2 separate regions of the Anas platyrhynchos genome follow, and region 2 is linked to region 1. The links are chromatin contacts, called in public Hi-C maps. All regions are on one chromosome and are shown on one strand. The core of a region is the stretch at or near the end of the contact, and the rest is flanking DNA. Distances in the headings are between cores, read along the strand shown.

What was found. A called contact is a pair of places that touch in the nucleus more often than the background predicts.
Region 2: a contact with region 1 is called in a Hi-C map of subcutaneous adipose tissue, with 2.5 times the contacts expected there. The contact joins the promoter of FBXO9 here to the enhancer-like site in region 1. A contact is called at or near these places in 3 of 8 Hi-C or Micro-C datasets (liver, skeletal muscle and subcutaneous adipose tissue).

What each region holds. Positions count from the first base shown.
Region 1 is chr3:96,168,646-96,171,191 of IASCAAS_PekinDuck_T2T, forward strand. No RefSeq gene overlaps it. Among named protein-coding and RNA genes, the nearest start is that of GCLC, 35 kb to the left of the region's middle. Within about 2 kb of position 1,281, at least 2 of the 8 cell types and tissues checked have an H3K27ac peak or open chromatin away from gene starts, as enhancers often do. A contact at or near this core is called in subcutaneous adipose tissue, where this site is marked.
Region 2 is chr3:96,291,382-96,293,927 of IASCAAS_PekinDuck_T2T, forward strand. It overlaps FBXO9 (F-box protein 9), which reads right to left and starts at 1,264. Exons shown (of 13, transcript XM_072036371.1): 1 at 1,009-1,264. The coding sequence starts at 1,011. CILK1 (ciliogenesis associated kinase 1) reads left to right here and starts at 1,415. Exons shown (of 15, transcript XM_072036370.1): 1 at 1,415-1,562; 2 at 1,743-1,862.

The DNA.
Region 1 (2,546 bases), core at 31-2,530:
TTGCATACACCTAGAGGGAAATCTGTAGTCATCCTGACAGTGAGAAGGCAAAAATGACTGCGGTGCAGCAAAGGGAGGGAAAGGACCAGGGACAAGCTGCTAACAGGCATGCTCATGTGTGATGGCTCCTGATCGCTGGCTTCCAAGAGTTTGTTTTTTGGCTAGAAAAATGTTAGTTTATAAATATTGAAGCAACAGCAACTGCTCTTTCTCTGGAGGGAGTCCAAGCTCCTATTAACTGCAATTAGATTAAAAGGAAAGCAGGTTGTTATGAGGATGACAGCACAGATTTTGATGAAGGCATCCCAAATAGCACCTTGTCCAAGTGCATAGCAAGGGGTTGTGTTTTGTATGTTGCTCTTGCCCTGGGAGGGTGCAAATTTTAGTTTTCTTTGTCCTGCACAAAAAGTAAAATTTGTGTCTAATACCTGTTGATAAATTAAGTGTTCGTTGGTTGTGTGTTTCCTGCAATGGTCAGACACTTTTGAGAGCCCTTGTGTTGCTAGAGGCCAGTAATGACATGATTAAATAAAGACGCTGCCAGGCTCGCAGCTCTGCCAGCCCCACTTTCTGCTGCTCAGAGGTGCAAAGTGACCTGAGAGCAGCAGGGAACTCACGGCCAAGCTCTCCCTTTTTCACAGGGAGAGCCCGTGATGACACAGAGCCGCCTGAAGAGGCTCTGGGAATTTATTTAAGGAGGAGAGGTCATGTGCAGAAAAAGAGGCTGGGGGTGGTAGGGAACAAAGCGTGAAGGAGTGAAGCCGAAGAGTCTGAAACCGCCTGCTCCTTCCCATGCTTTGCTTCCCCACGCAGCAGCAGCTGTGCCAGGATGACCTCCGGCTCCCCGGCATTTTTCAGCTCAGTTTATTCCTTCCCTTACACCACTTACGAGGCTGGGCTCCACGCTTCCCAGTCCTTTCCCATGGAAGCACGCACACGCAGGGCCGGACGCCTCACCCCCCCGCCCCGGTTTACTCACGACATGGGCATCCAGGGGCCGGGAGCTCCGAGTGTTTCTCTTGGCCGTGTAAGGCACTGCGACTCCGTGCCCAGAGCCCGTCGTGCAGCTGCCTGATGGAAACCAGGGCGCTGTGCCAGCAAAACCTCCGCACCGCCAGCACCCCGCGGCCTGCCCGGCTCGTACTCAGCCCCCTGGCACCAGCTCGAGAGCCTCCGAATCGAAGCAGCGCGGAAAGGGATGTTACTGGGGGGAGGCCAGGCCTGGGTTGGGTGACTGGGAGATGTGGCTGCGTGTCCCAGATGTAAACCAGGCTACCAAGCTCCCCGGCCTCTAATTCATCCCAGGGTGAACGACAGAGATGCACTTTCAACTCTGACGGGGTCCTTAAGTTGTGACAGTATTAAAAGTGTTGGCAAAGCAAAAAATCCCCCAAACAAGCCACAGTCCTCGCTGGGGTCTGCTCACGACATGAGGAGGGATGAGGTTAGGAAAAGCTCACTGCTAAGCCCAGGGCCAGCCCTAGGTGGCCTCCTAAGTTCAGAGGCAACGCGGTGAGCTGGGAGAGAACATAACTGTCCTGGGAGGAATAAGGAGAAAAACTTCAGGATTTCAGCTCCAAATCCTCTCTGGATTTTGTCCCCAAGCATCTGCCCCCGGTCCAAGTCCCAGCCCATGCCGTCCATGCACATCCCGTCATGTCCTGGCGTGAGCTCAGGGAGCTCAGCAAGCAGCTCCGGCCGCTTCCCAGCCCTCTCGTGCAGCTCTCCTGGGGGCTGCAAGAAGGGCAGCCCGTCCCTTCCAGGGGTTTAGTGCAGCTGATTGCATTGCTGAGAGCAAAACTGTCCCCTCTGAGTCAGGCTGCGGAGCTGCCAAGTGCTCCCGGCCGTGGCACACCCAGCTCAGCTCTGCGGGGTGAACCCGGGAGCTCTGCTTTCAGGCGTAAAGTAGGGAGGTGTTGCTCTTGAAATGTTCGCTTCTGGACAGCAAACGTCACTTTAGAGATAAATAAATAAATAGAAACAACTCTGTCTACTGCAGCTCAGAGAATTACTAACTAACATTTTGCAGATTTTTGTCTTTTCCCCTTTATTTACGGCCAGCCCGACTGGCACAGGTCCCACTGCTTTTGCTGGGCAAGGGCTGGGGCTGGTTTTGGAGTAGCCGTGGGGAAACCCACAGCAGTCTCTGAGGCAGCTCTGATGGGGAGAGCAAGTGCTGGGCTCCCGACCCCGGACACATCCCCACCGTGCTGCTGCTCGCACCGGGAGCATCTCAGCGATGTGAAAGGCAGAGTGCGGGTAGGGCAAGGCAGGGCAGGAGGGATTTTTGCGAAGCATCCACAATATCCTGGGAACTTGTTCTGACTTCCCACTTTCCTGTCATCCAGGCACGCGTGGTATCATCAGTATGTGCCTGTTTCCTCTCAGGCTGTGGGGATATGAAGGTGTGGCATGCCTGGGAGAGATGGCAGTCCTGCTGCATCCCTTGGGCTGCGATTCCAGCTTCCAGCAGCACGGCGTGTTTGGCCTTGCCATGAGCTGATGCAACGCGGTGCTTGCCCTGAAGCCGAACCCAGCACTAGAAT
Region 2 (2,546 bases), core at 14-2,513, 120 kb after region 1:
TATTTGATCGGTGAAATCCCCATGGTTTTGCTAGTACAAACACATAAACACACCAGTAGAGTAGGCATCACCACTGGCAGGCAGCTCCTGAGATCGTACCCGGGGCAGGTTTTGACTTGTAAAAACTGGCTCCTTCCCTGCATTCTGGAAACATACTTCAGCTGCAATTACAGCTTCTCAGGTTCACAGGATCCTGCACTGTTACTGCTCAGGAGTTTAAAGGAATCAGGGCTGTTTGTCTCTATGCTATTGGCCTTCCTGGTGCTACAAGTCAGCCGTCCTACCTACCAGCGACTCTATCCTGCTTACAAAGTGAGCCATCCCCAGCGCAGGCTGAGCAGCTCGAGCGATTTTTCCGTGAGAAAAGTGGCAGCAAATCACCCAAAAGGTCAACAGGGAGACAGCAAGCACCAGAGCCAGCCTGCGACCTGCGGAAAGAAGTCTGCTGAGTCGATTTGGTTCCGATCTGTTCGCAAAGCTTTGGAAAACATTTGCCAAATGCAAACACCAGCTTATGCGTGTGGTTCTGCTTTTACTATTTTGCAATCAACAATTGCGTGCTGCTCTCCCCCGAGCACAACAGCCACCTCCTAGGGGGCTCGGCACTGCAGGGTAGCAAAATAAAGGCAGGAAAAAGAGTTCGAGGCCGGAGAGGGCTGGGAATTGGCGAATAAGCGGGGATGACACTGCAAAACTGCGACCGATGGCAAAGGCTCTTACTGAACTGTAGGGAAACGAGGAGTAGCTCACGGTTACGCCTATGTGCTTGGAGTGACATTATGCCAGAAAATCGGTGTTTTAGCTGGGCGGTGAGTTCTGAGGGACATAAAGGGCTCGGGTGTGCACTGACCCGGCGGTGCTGCCGGCAGAGCCGCCCTGACCCAGCCTCCTCAGACCCCAAACCCCCCAGGAGCGGGGTGCCGGCCCCCAAATCCCCTCAGGGGCTCCGCCTGACGGGGCGCAGCCCCCGCTTCCCCCCCCCCCCCGCCACCCACTGCCCCCTCTCACCATGCTGCCGGCCCTCGGGCGGCTCCGTCCCGTGCCGGGGCTCCGTGCCCCCTTCCCCTCGTCCCGCCGGGTCCCCGCGGGGGGCACTTAGCAGAGTTCTCGGTCGGAGAAGCGCACCACGCAGCGGGAGTCGCGGCGGGCCCTGCGGACGGCAGCCATCTTGCCCGGCGGTGAGGGGCCGGCGGAGCGGCGGCGGCGGCGGGGAGACGCGGCCACACCGACACCGGCACCGCCACAGCGCCACAGCGCCGCCCGCCGCGCGGGCCGCTCTGAGGAGACCGCGCCGCCGCCGCGCTGGGGACTACGAGTCCCAGCGCGCACCGCGGCCCCGCCGCCCTGCTCCCGCACGGAGGGCCGCGGCGCGGAGCTTGCTGGGAAGTGTAGTCCGGAGGCAGCGCCGCGTCCCCGCTGGGCGGCGCCATTTTCTCGGCCAGCGGCCCGGGACCGGGGCCGGGCCCGGCTCCCGCCCGAGGCCGCCGCGGCCCAGCGCCTGCTGCTGCTGCCGGCCGGCAGCGGGGGCCCTGCCCTGCCCCGAGGCCCTTCCCGGGCGGTGGGTGAGTGGGCCGGGCTCGTTAGCGGCTGGCTGAGGGCGGGGAGGGGACTGAAGGCGGTGGTGCCCCCGCCTCAGCGAGGAGGTTTGGCGCGGGGGGTGTACGTGGCGTGCTCGGTGAGGTGCTCCAAAAACGGGTGGGAATCGGGTTTTAAACGTGCCTAACAGCCTTTGTTTTCTTCAGGAAAACACCGCCGGTGTGAGCTTACACGTGAGCCGTTAGTCCTCACCCATGAGGAGCCGTGAGGGATGCGCGTGTGGAGCGGGCAGGCAGGTGAGAGCCCAGGCCGGGCGCTGCTGGCAGGTAACGGGGAGGCGCCATGAGGGAGGGGGCACAGCGCTCAGACCCGCTGAACCCGTGGGGAAGAGAGCAAGAAGTGCCCCGGCTGCCTGCAGGCACGCCCGTGGGGTTGGTGCTCTGGAGCAGCAGGGGCAGTGCTCGCTTTTGGAGCAGACTGGCTGAGGTTTTGGGATCCTCGGTACCACTACAGCGGGTTGGCTGTAACGGGGCTTGTAGCCTGGGGCTGCAGGCAGAGCTGTCAGGCTTTTCTCCTGGCTGGGTGTGTCTCTGTGCATCGGGGAGTGAGGGAAGCCTGCCTCCAACAACAGCAAAGCAGGGTGCTCTGTCACGGGGTTGGACACAAATACACATTTATGCTTATGCGATGTAACAGCGATGACTTAAAGCAGAAATCTCTTTTGAGTAAGTACACCCAGCTCCAGCTGGCTTCACTGAGCGTCATGCATGCCTATAGAAGGAGATTTAACTCCTTTCTATTCTTTTTAGATATTATTTTAATTTAAGCAATGTAACTGCTCTGAAGATCAGCCTCTATGTAGCTGCGTGGTCTGGGCATCCAGACCTTTCAGGCTTTTTAAACAAACCTCCTCTTAAATGAGTGCACTTCACTGCAGGACTCCCTGGCACAACAGACTGCCCAGGGGAGGAGCTGCATGTGCCATGCTCCTGAGCTCCAAGCCCAGCTCA